2 separate regions of the Acanthopagrus latus genome follow, and region 2 is linked to region 1. The links are chromatin contacts, called in public Hi-C maps. All regions are on one chromosome and are shown on one strand. The core of a region is the stretch at or near the end of the contact, and the rest is flanking DNA. Distances in the headings are between cores, read along the strand shown. Region 1 holds the start of elovl8b (ELOVL fatty acid elongase 8b). Region 2 holds the start of LOC119028023 (LIM/homeobox protein Lhx8).

What was found. Hi-C and Micro-C count contacts between places; a contact is called where the count stands out from the background.
Region 2: a contact with region 1 is called in a Hi-C map of liver, with 6 times the contacts expected there. The contact joins the promoter of LOC119028023 here to the promoter of elovl8b in region 1. A contact is called at or near these places in 2 of 4 Hi-C or Micro-C datasets (liver and muscle).

What each region holds. Positions count from the first base shown.
Region 1 is chr11:11,792,531-11,798,925 of fAcaLat1.1, reverse strand. It overlaps elovl8b (ELOVL fatty acid elongase 8b), which reads right to left and starts at 2,868. Exons shown (of 8, transcript XM_037113830.1): 1 at 2,605-2,868; 2 at 2,470-2,527; 3 at 1,362-1,549; 4 at 1,153-1,233; 5 at 947-1,003; 6 at 734-848. The coding sequence starts at 2,527. It overlaps mutyh (adenine DNA glycosylase), which reads right to left. Exons shown (of 14, transcript XM_037113828.1): 9 at 6,205-6,349; 10 at 6,029-6,116; 11 at 5,767-5,949; 12 at 5,474-5,619; 13 at 5,233-5,382; 14 at 3,030-3,767. The coding sequence ends at 3,633.
Region 2 is chr11:11,955,814-11,962,208 of fAcaLat1.1, reverse strand. LOC119028023 (LIM/homeobox protein Lhx8) reads right to left here and starts at 2,429. Exons shown (of 8, transcript XM_037113492.1): 1 at 2,086-2,429; 2 at 686-805; 3 at 331-485. The coding sequence starts at 2,166.

The DNA of each region.
Region 1 (6,395 bases), core at 1,619-4,118:
AACTAAGCAAAAACTAAAAGAATTAAAGGTTTCACTGGACTTAATTTAAGACACAGGCGTCTTTAAAATATAATGGCAGTCAGACGTAGGATGCTTGTTTTTAGACAATTCTCACATAATGCAAGAAAGCATAAATATAAATTGTTCATACTTATTTTGAAGTGGAATTTTGTCCAGTGTATCAAAACTGGCACACTTTTCATCTTTGAATGATATGTGTGTGTCACCAAGATTTATGTAGATTTTAACTCCCAATATTTAGGCTTAGTTTCAGAGCATTTCAGTCACACTAAACAGTGTTTAGCGCTTGTTATTCACATTTATATATATATAAAATAAAAATAAAAATCTGTCATCTGATCATCTGTTGAATTACATAGTCCAGTTCAACATCATCGTACCATCACACAACAAACACACCTCTCACTCCCTCTGTATTGAGCCCCTGGGTACAAAACAGAACTACCGATATCTAGAATCTGGGAAAAAAAAATTCTGTCCTATGGTTATTTTAACTCAAAAAAAGACCCAAACCAGCGGTGTGTTAGCTCGTCTCTCAATGCCTTCCAACTTGCCTAACTTGTCAGTGGCACAAATACATGTTTTTTGTTTTAAAAAGGCGCCGAGTTGTTCATGAAAGCAGCTGGGCGGGTTTCTGTTAACAATAACAAATATAGAATATGCTTAATTTGAAACTCAGGCTTTTTTTTTTTAACCAAAATAGTTGACTTACACTGTCCGCCGGCCACATACTTGACTCCCGCCCACCAGTTGAAGATCATGGTGGCGTGGTGGTAAACATGAAGGAAAGTCACCTGGCTGTCCTTCTTCCTCAGGATGAAGAAGAACTGCTCATGACGGAGGAGAAGAGGAGACCGTCACGCTCTGGAGTTCCGGCTGTCACACCTCAAATTCTTTCACATCCAGCGTTTACATGTGTACTTACCGTGTCGCTGAGCTCTATCACCTTGGAGAAGAAAAACCACCAGCAGACTCTGGCCATCTAGAGGACGGGAAAACAATGAGTTTGACATATTCTACTGTACGTTTTATTTTTAAAAGTGCCGATAGAAATATCATTTGGTGAAATGTGTGGCTTGTGACAGACCAAACACATCGAAGTGACCAAAGCATGACGTGAGGCGTGCTTACCCTCATGGCCAGCGGACTGGTGCTGTAATCTACAGGCTGACAGAGTAAACTGTAGTTTGAGAGCCAAGACGTGACCAGGAACTGTGTGTAAATATTCAGAGAGTTACTTCAAATCCAACGATACACAAGTAATATAATTAGGCAGCAGCATCGACTAAATATCCAAGTAAATCTTAATATTTTAGATCATGCAGCACACACACACACACCTCGTAGCACATGTAGGCGGACAGGGCGACCATGGCGAAGTTGTAAACAATGAGGACGACTTTGAGGTCAACCGGCTGTCTGTGTCTCATCAGACGGGGGCCGGCCCAGACCGCACCGAGGTAGATCAGGAAGATGATTGCCACCGGGACGGGGGAGTAGACCAGCAGCCACGGGTCCGTCCTCTTGTCTGGAACACACAGAGTTCTGTGTCAGGGACTCGAAGGCATCATTTAGAAACAAGTCAGAAGGGACCTATTACTGACCTATTTTTATTTATTTATGTGTGTTTTACAGGCTGTTGTGTGTGTAAAATGTCTTGTGAGCCAACAGAAGCTCAACAAACCCCCCTGAACATCTCGCCAGGAGTCCCACTGTTTTTTTGCGACTTTGTGACATCACACTACATCACCATGTCACACATTTCCGTAATTGATCCCTATAAATATGGCGGAAGTGAGGTTGTAAACATTACAGAGCCGATTGGAGACACAGTGAGCGCTGCAGGCTCAGGCGTGTGTGAGCTGACCAATCAGAGGAGACTGGGTTCTTGGGGGCACGTTATAAAGAGACAGGAGTACAAGAAAACTGATGTGTTAAAGCATCAGAGTAACACATTTTTAAGAGCTGCAATGATTTTCCCAAACTCTTATCCCTCCCTAAAGACAGTTTCTGTTGAAGTCCGCAAAGTTCAGGTCTTTACAGTTTGTCTGCAGTCTTATCAACGTCAACCAAACCCCCATCCAAAAAAACACTTAAATGTTGAATACATTTGTTTTGGTCTGGTGAATCTGGGTCCCTGCTCCTTCTCCTCCTAGACTATGTTTCCACCACTGTAACAAGATAATACCATTTGAATAGAGTCATGGTGGTTCATGCATGTGACGAGCCACAGAGCAGTCATTGTGAAGGCTCGCTGTGGAGCACATCTGCATCTCACAACTCCCCCACACTGAACACACACACACACACACACACACACACACACACACACACACACACACACACACACACACACACACAGTCCAGGCTTGTCTTACACACTGAGAATGTCTTAAACAAATGCAAGATAAACTGTATACGAGAGGAAAAACACAATTTTAATCATACCTCCATTGTCCACTATCCTCTGGTGCACAGAGAGGACACTTTGCCACAGAGAAGCCATCTGGGGAAAAAAAATAAAAAAAAGTTATTATTGCAAACGCTCAAATGTGCAGCATGTAAAGAGAGAAGTCTACTCACTGAGTGTGTTTCAACACGCTGGAGAACCTTTGGACACAAGTTGGCAACTAGTTATTAGCAAAGTTCAACATGCAGCTGCAGCAGCACGCCCTGCGGACAGATCAGGTCCTCCCTGAGGCGAATGAATGAGGACACAAACAAACTGCAGCAGACTTTCACCGGACAGCTCAGGACACGAACTAAATCAGATCTGTGCACACAGCAGCTGCAGACGCGGAGCACACTTCCACCTGAGGAGGAAGTCACTGAGAAGGTCTGGATCACTTCCTGTTTTTCTTGGCTTCGGTTTGGAGAACTTTTTGTCTTTTTGGGGCGGAACGGCTGGTTGATCCGTGTTCGTCCCAGCAGGGGGCGCTGTTTCCTCCAGTAGTCTGACGCTGAAAGATAAAATAACTCCGTGTGTAGCAGTAACACACAGAAACTCATTATGATACGAAAGCAGATTTTTTTTAATTTTGATTTAAAAAATAGCATTTTTTTAGAAAAAGAAATCACTTTCTCCATGACACATTATTACACAGAACATCTTGTTTGGCAGTTGACATGCACCATCAGCCTGCATCAATCGTGATGTTTGTTTGTCTTGTGTCTGAGCTGTTACTGTCCAAAGGTACAATCTCTTCACTTTGTTTGAACAAACACTGCAGTTTTATTGCGGTAACAAACACAACAGTTATCTCACAAGATGCATGTAAAATGGCCCTAAACCTGAGATGATATTACTTTTATTTTAGGATGCCATCAATGTAACTTCATAGCGAGACTAGTCATCATAATAACACAGTGATAAAAAAATTAAAAAAAACATAATCTACAATGCATCATCTTAAACTGCTATTGTCTAAGAGGATACTCTTACAGTATACAGGATATGCAGATTTTTAAAAAAGTATAAAAAAAATATATATATTATAGTGTTAAAATGATCTTGATGTCATTGTGTTTGTAATTCCATCACTGATGACGCCGTGACAAAAAAACACACGTTCGTGGAAAAACTTCATGTTGGACATTTGCACACAACTCCATCAGGATTCCTGTTTGACAGTGCTGAAGAAGGAGCTGAGGGAGAGCTGTCTGCTGCCGCTGTGATCTGCACTCAGTCTGGGCTTTTTAGAGGTCGCTGCTTTCTTGACGCCGACGGTCTTTTGTCTTTTTCCATCCTGAACGAGACGAGCAGACATGAACGATACAAGTGGAATCTGCTGTTAGAACAGTAATTTTACAGTGAGGTGTATTTTTGAAAAATAAATATTCAGAAGTACTTGCCTTAGGTGTTTTATCTTTTTGACCGTGCACAGAGTCACATAGCTTCACAATCTAAAAAAGATAAGACAGAACTCTAAGGAGTCGGCACAGTGGAAATTCACATGTTAGAGCAGCTCAAGAGTCGGAGGCAGAGGGGAAAACAGAGACAGAATATAAAACAAGATGCTGATTGAAGGTGTAATGTACAAGAATTTTTTCTGAAACGTTAAAAAATAATACTTTAATTAACAACAGAAGGTGAAGAAAAAATATAATAATGATTACTGGTGTTATGTCAAAAATGGATTGTGTTACAGTCAAGTCAACCTGCTGACCAGCTGTCACCACGCCACTTTTTTTTTTTACCTCAAGAGCTGATAGTCTGATAATGAACAAAACCAGCACTTCTCTTGTGCTCCGAGCTCCCAATACAGTCAACTACTACATCCGCAGTCTGTGAGGCTAACTGAGCTTACCAGCAAACAGAAGCAGCAGTTAACAGCTACTCCAATGATACGCTGCTGATATATGTTTGGAACAGGCCTATGAATTCAACAGGTGGCCAGTTCTTACATACAGCGCCTTTAAGTACAGAATATGCACCTTTCACATAGACAAAGTAATTACACAGCATTACCTTGCTCATAATGGTAACACACACCCGGTGTACAGCATTATACCCGAAGGTTTAATAATATATAATTATACATTAATTGCATGGGAAACGATCAAAAAAATGCCCAGGAAAAATGCAAAGTCTAGACATAAAGGACGATCTGTAAATAATATAGTATAAATGTGTAACAACACATAAACCTGAGTAAAAGATAATTGTGCAGTATGACAAGGAATAATGTGAAGCGTCTATGTAATATGTATAATTGACAATGACATACATAATTGTGGCAGTGCTGGCAGTAAAATTCTAACATTCTAACAAGACCTACATAATAATACAGACAAAAAATAGGCACATCTACCACATGTCATCTGGCTATTTGTAAGGCAAGCAACACTTGCACAAATAAGGATGTCCCTGTCCCCTGGTGACTCCTGTGGTCACAGAACTGAGCTGAAGAAAAAACACAATCTCCCTCAACTAGAACGAAACTGGGGGCATAGAAGAAATCTCTGTAGGGGTCAAAACAGACCAGAGTTTCTGCCGATTAATAACAGGGAAGACTCCAAATCAGTGTAATCCTGTAATGTAACACATGGAAAATTCACTGTAATTAACTACACTAGCGATGCTGAAGTCGGCTTTCTGCGAGTGATAATCAAGTCCACTCCTGCAGGTGCAGCTGACCTCAGTCACGCAGCAGGGCTTCACACACACACACACACACACACACACACACACTGAAAAAACAAAATAAACACCTTTTTCACTCCTGTGGACACGGCAGCTCCCTGCAGAGCCGACTTGCTGAGCCACTGCGCGTTTTCAGTCTGCGCCTGTGAGTCACCGTCCTTCAGACGCACGCTGTGAACCACGTAGGTCTGGTGGATGTGGGAGAAGATGTGAACCACCTGCAAACAGACCATGAATGATGCATCAGAGGGCGGTCACACAGCTACAGAGAGAGTTTGTGTGTGTGTGATGGGTAAACATCTGACCGACCTCTCCTACATACTGGAGGAGGCTGTCGGTCAGGCGGGTTCCCAGCTTCTTGCTGATCTCGGCACACAGCGCCTTCTTCTGTTTCATCTCGGAGCTCTTCTCCTCCTGCAGGAGGCTCGGAAACTCCCACATGCCCGCCAGCAGACCTGACAACAAATATAAAAACTCAAGAGAAACATTCAAAAAATCTCAACAGAGATCAGGTTGTGCAGTGTACATTCTATTCAAACATGTGTAACATTGGAGACACGTTATTTCGACAGACGAGTTCACGTCACCACCACTGCACTGACCTTTGTTTGGTCTCTGTGTGAGCAGGTACTCGTCCTCTCCCTCTTCTCCTGCTCGGATCACCACACACGTCAGAGTTCGCTCCACCCGCGGCGGCTTCTTCGCCGGCTTTCTGGGGAAGTTCTGCACACCCAGCTCATCGTCCCAGGGCTCGGAGGGACACAGTGGACATGTCCCGCTGTTCACTGAAGAGGAGAGGAGATGGTTCTTTGATATAACATCATGACTCCAGGAGGGTGTGAGGGGAGGACTGGGGACACTTACTACAGTCTTCTATATCAGGCAGGACTAACGGCTTCCTGTCCAGCTTCCCCAGCAGCTTCCTTGAGTTTTCCTCTTGTTTCACATGAACCTGCACACACATACACCAACTCTGACCTACCATCACTATGACTTACTTCTACTAGCACATGTTAAGCCCTTGTGGGGTTTTTTTTTACCTTGCGATAAGAGCGACAGTGTGACTGTACCGGACACTGGCTGCACAGAGGCCCTTTGGGGGTGCAGACTCGTGCTCCCAGCTCCATCATTGCCTGGTTGAAGTCCCCGGGTCTCTCAGGGTCCACCAGTGTGTTGGCTAGACTCCTGAAACAAAGAAAAATAGTGAATATCAAGACTATATTTAATCATT
Region 2 (6,395 bases), core at 1,180-3,679, 160 kb before region 1:
ATTATTATTTACTTTTAAAAGTCAGTGAATTTCGTGTTTTATTCCAAGCAGAATGAAGTACTCCAAGAAAACTTTTTGGGATGAGATGGGCCCCGAATGAAATGAAATCATGAAGTTGATTTTTTTTTTTTTTTAACTGACTTATGCTGAAATGTGTGACGATGGAGAGCTGTGGTGTGGTGAACCATTGTGAATGTAAATAATTGAAATCATACATTTGAATTAAACACATTTACAGTAAGATATGGCAGGAAAATCCAGTCCAAAGTAAAGTCCAGCATCTATTATTATTATGTTCTTATTATTACTACTAATTATTATTGGGCTCACTCTTCTTCAACACGGTCGCTTGGATGCACGTACCGAAAGTAATCCAGTTTACAGAAAACCTCCTTTTCTTTGATGTAGCAGCTCGTGTGGCTGCCGAGTGAGGTCTGACACACGCTGCACGACAGACAGCGCACATGCCAGCACAGGTCGTTAACCTACAGCGGGGACCAGAGAAATGAGCGGAAGTCAATCAAGAGGGTTTTCAGGGTATAAGGCCTGGTTTGGAGTGCGAGCTGTTAAAACAACCACGAATCAAAAAGTGACGTAATAACAAAGAAAAACAATATCCATCATCCAAAATAAAAAAAAGGGAAAAAAGCACGAAAGACAATAAAAGAGCTGTCGGTGTTTTTACCTTTAATAAATATTTATCCACGATTTCCTCGTTGCAGCTGGCGCACACAGCTCTGCCCAACAGCGGGGCCATCGCCTGCAGCGACGACGCGTCCTCATCCAAAACCTCCACCGGCGCGCCCTGAAGGGATCAGACCTGCGGTGAGCGCACTTTACGCACAGGGACGCGTCCAACCTCCACAGCCCGCAGCGGCTGGCTACCACTGCTACTGCTACTACACGTGTGAGCCCCCACCTGTTACATCACCAAACTCAAGAAAACCAAATCACTCCGGTGGTTTCGGCTCTCTGCTCAATTAGCTTCAAGTATTTGCGGCGAGTAACCTCGACATTAACTACCATTGTTTCAAACAGGGGGAAAAAAGTCAAAAGTTAAAAGTTTTTTTTTTTAATTAACTGCATCCTTTTTTCTGTCTTTTTGTCTTTTGCCAGATGGAACAGTCGTTTTAAGTATTTGCCCTCGAGAATTTGCTTTGATTTTGAAACGCACAGTCACAATTATTATTCTTTTATTTCTTAAAAAAAAAAAAAAAAAAAAAACCTTCATCTGGATCACTCTGCCAACACATCAGGGTTCATCTTCCTTCCTACCATGATGTCCCTCCTGTCCTCAGAGCATTTGCCGAGCAGCTCCTCGTCCCCTTTGCAATCCTCGCACATGACAGCGGCGGTGCGTCCCCTCCTCTCCGACCCGCGGCAGCTGCCTTAAATGCCCCCTCGCTCCCGTCCCATAAATATCATGCCTTTCACTTTTTTCACCATGACAACCCCCCCGACGATTACCGAAAATGACATTTTAAAAGAGAAGGGTAGTCATTACTTACAAAAACAAGACAACACTTGAGCTAATACTTATCCGATGTGCATTATGTGCTTGAGATCTGCATTTTGGGGGGATTCGGCGACTTGCACCGCGCGCGTTTAAGACACCCCCCCCCCCCCACACACCCACCCCCACACACACACACACACACACACACACACATACACACACCACGCCAATTTCACGCGTCAATCAAAGAAGCAGCGCGAGGTCTCCTGGAAAAGGGGGTTTGATTTTTTTAATAACAGCAATTAAAAAAGGCTAAGTTCACCACACACACACACACACACACACACACAAAACGTCTTACCGGGCCAAGCGAAAAGGTGAAGAGGTCTCATTAACTACTTGAGTTTTAATTGCGGAATTCAAGGAGGGGTAATTTTCTGCGACATTTCTTCAAATTGTGAAAATACCGAGCTGTCAGCGTGTGGACCGGACCGGCTCTAATGACAGAGGCTTAGGGCTCCATTCCCCCCCCCCCAACACACCCCACACTTTAATTTAATCACCTCAAACCCCGCCGGCGTCGCTCAGTCACAACAACGATAAAAAGAAGAAGAAGAAAAAAACCTCACCTCATCGTTGGACAGCACCGATCCGCTCTCGTCCTCGCTCACGACGCAGCACTCCACTTTGACCTCACTTTTCCAGCGCATGTCTGCGTCCAGGAGGCTCCCCCGGTGCCAGAGTCAAACTTCTTCCTTTTCTTTCTGTTTGTTTGTTTCTGTCTTTCTTTCTCCTCCAGGATTGCTCTCTCAGTCTGTATATGTGTGTGTGTGTGTGTGTGTGTGTGTGTGTGCCCCGAGCTGTTTCCAGAGGGGCGGATCGTAATTCATATTTCCCTGTCTTCTCTGGCCGCGCCTCCCCTTTTTGGAAATAAGCTTGTTGTGTGGCTTTGAGGAGGAGGAAGATGAAGAGGAGAGTGTGTGTGTGTGTGTGTGTGTGGGGGGGGGGGGGGGGGGGGGGGGGGATAAAAAAATAAAGTCTGTCACAGTTGTGTTCTTCCAAGATGCGATTTTAATTGAGATTTGCCTACACTTAACTTCAGAGATGACACACAATGCATTGTGATTTCACATAACTGTAATTCTTGAGGTGCACTTCAGGTGTTCTAATGATCTGCTACACATACACACACACACACACACACACACACACTTCTGAGGGAAATGCACTCCTCACTCCGCTTGTTTATCTGACACCTGCAGTCATCGGCTACTTTCCACATTGAAAAAAAAAAAAAAAAAAGTGTGATCGTCTGATGATGAACATGATGTATTTTGTTGTCATTAAACTTAATTGTTAGGGACTAACACTTCAACCACAATCAGCCAGGATTCTAAAACACATCAGAATCGGAAAAAAAAAAAAAAAGAGAGAGAGAGAAAACTCTTGGGTACTTTCAGCAGCTGTTCTGCAGAGCGAGCACATTTCCTTGTGCTGCTTCGAGTGTGTTTTGTTGCTCATATTTCTGTCCTTGTGCCTGCTCACACCTTCGAGTGCAGGGCCTTGTGTTGTAATTAAGTGTTTTTTATAAAAGGCTAGAGAAAATCTTTTCCACTACCGGTTATTACACCCATGAACATGACAGGTATGTTGACTCTGACCAGCATAGCAGACAAAGTACTGAATCTTTTAGTGTGCTAATATTTAATGATGTTTAAAACAGCTTGAGAGATCTGTTTGTGCAGCGGTTCCTTGACTGGACGATATATTGACGTTGGCCTATCACAGTAATATATCAGCATCGGCCTAAATGTTGCCTGATCGGCACCGATAAGTAAAAGGAACTGATCTGACATGACGATGACGAAGAAGTGATGTCATTTTGGACAGTAACATTTATTGTTTAACTGTAAAACATCCTGCCTCTGTGACATAATCCAGTGTTTGATTACCACATTTGAGGGATCACTGAAGAAACAACATGTGTGTGTATTGGCCCACTCTTTTAAAAATTGGTATCAGCATATAGAAAACTGAGTCAGACGATGATTATGATCCCTTGAAATCTGTCAGTGTGTACTTGCTGTCCCTCCTTACTCACTGACTGAATTGTGATTATTTCTTCTTTCACCCCCTTATTTTGTATGAATCACTTTAATTGACCCAAAGAGGAAGCATGACTCTGTAATCCACAAGAGGAAAAAAGCAAACCAGAAAGAAAAAAGATAACTTTAACTTTCAAGGTTTCGTTTCATTTCTGCTTCCAAAACCTTGCAGTGATTTTACGACCCACTCGAAGGCATACAAAGATGAACCCCGCTGACACCCACGATTTTGTACTGCCCAGGGGGCCCCCAAGGGTGGTCGGAGGAACCACAGCCACCCCGAAACAGTTGTTTATGAGTGCCACCCCCCTCCCTTCAGGAGTCACATAGGCATAGTGTGCTTCTACCTGGTATTTTACACCTGGTCCTGATCATTTACAGTAAATCAATAATTATAATAAAAAAAAATGCACAGCCAGCTCAGCTGACCTCTGAGGTTTGCTCATAAATATGACCCTTTTTTTGGCCCCCATAAAATTTCTATATACTTATATATTATTATTATATATCTGTTAGTTTGTCTACAAGTTGTGAGGTTAGAGTTAGAATACTTTGTAGCTTAAGTCGGCCTATAAAGACAGACCGGTGAACTGACAAGTCTCTCTTCTGCCTTATTTCAGGCATCGAACTGGAATCTCATTCAAGAATCCATTGACTTCAAGACGAGGTAAGCAGAAGTGCAAAGATACTCTCTGATTTCCAGGATTTATGACCACAAACTAAACAACCATATTTCCTCAACTAGTGTAATAACACTGCTTCATGGTCGTAACCTAGGTGGGAGCTGAGCTACCACTAATAATACTCTGCTTCATATTGGGTTGTTGGATCTCAAAAAGGAGGAAAATAAAGGGAAAATATTGTTAGATTTTTCAAACATTCTGTGTATAAATACACGGTCTGCTTGAAACAAAACAATGAGGAGGGAAAACCAATGTCATCTTAGTACAAGGGATTACCTGTGCTTGACTAAATGTACTTAATTACTTTCCACCACTGCTCTTTGGCCTTTGTAGTGTCTGTGCCTCTTCAGCTGCATGACAAAACAGAAAAAAAGCAGCCCACGTCCAAACAGCGACAGGGGGGGACACTATACAAGGTAACACAGATACCTCACAAGGATCAGAGCGACAGGAGTGACAGAAGTTTCTGTTTTTTACTGATTCATTCAACCCCGCCGCTCACGCAATCCCACCCATCCCAGCCGCCACACACACACACACACACAGAAAAAAAAGGTTATTTTGTGTCCTGATGGGATAACAGTAACCTGCACCAGCATGAGTCTGCATCCGTATCGCTCCATCTCAGAGGGATAAAGGAGTTAGCGTGCCTCCATCGAGATGTGTCCTGTTCCACCTGGTGGAGATGAATGCTTTTATTTTTTTTTTCTTTATCAGATAACACATCTCGAGCGTTGCAGGCTGCAGAGCAGAGAGTTCACTCAAGCAGCATGTGAGACAACCGCTCTCTGTTACATTTTTCAAGTAGGAAAAAATTTCCCAGAAGCTTTTTTTTCCCCCCATTTTTTTTATTTTGGCCTCGACGATGAAGCTCTGACGGAGAGGTCAAAGGTCAGAGAACGCATGATGCCTACAGCGCCTAGCGAGCATTTTATCATGAAGAGATGAACGCTTTTTTTTGTCAGACATTAAAGTCTTTATCACTCCTACTCACCATCTGTAGGATACCTGATATGACCACAGACGTTGGGGAAGATGTAAATCTGTGTGTGTGTGAGTGTAACAGTCGCATGTTTTCATTTTCCACATTGCATGGCTGACTGGGTAAATGTTTTGAGTGATGCGGACCAGACAAAAACAAATGCCTCATCTGTCAACATGCTTAGGAACTAGGTCTGCCGCTGCGTTGCTGTACGTCTGAAGCTGCTGCGGTACACAGCACCATCTATAATTACTTAATTATTAAATATGACAGGTGAGAAGTAGGTCAGGGATCATGGTGGCAAAACGGGTTCCTGGAGAATTATGCAACTGTGGCATTGTTGTAATGCATTTAACAAAAGCTGTTTTAACAATCATTTGTTTACCATTCATTGATTTATACTCGGCTTGTATTTACTGCGGAGGTCCTCGACAGATGTGACTAGAATGAGAACTTTTTTAAGCTTAATGTTCATTTTGGGCTCCTGAAGAATCTGTCCCGCCTAGCAGGTTAAAAAACATTCCTAACATTATTTATTAACTTTATATGTAAAGACTCTCAGAGAATGTCTGTAAACATTTTCTTTTTTTCTTTTTTTTTACTTTAATGTTTCAGAAGTCGACTACTGAGCAATTTCTTTTGTCTGAGGGAGTGCGTGGTTGAAAAAAACAAATCACAGAAAAGTCTCTATGGATCTCTCTCTTTCTGTTATTTCTTCCAAACATCCACGCAGGGAGTTTCATCTCTCTGGGTCTTACTGACCCCAAACATAAGGAGCAGTATGTAGGACAAGATAATGTACACATCGTTTTCTGTGAAGGGCTTTTTGGCAAACAAACGTCACATATATTTTGTTTTGTACTAACACTTCATTGATAAATTATACATTTACAGCCAATTACACTTTAGTTGATAGTGATTTCATAGTTAAGATACAATCCGATTCCTTCTAAAACCAATTGATGAGCTGTAAAGTTGCAATATATCCATAGCAGGAGACAGATAACATCTCTGTCAACACTGTCAACACCATTGTATGAAAAGACTTATCAAATGTATAAATCATTAAAACACTGCAACAGTAACGCCCAAATGTCATGAGAAACAGACGTGTTGGCGTTTATGTGTGATGGGTTGTGGTGGATCAAGTTGTAAGTGATGTTTGTAAA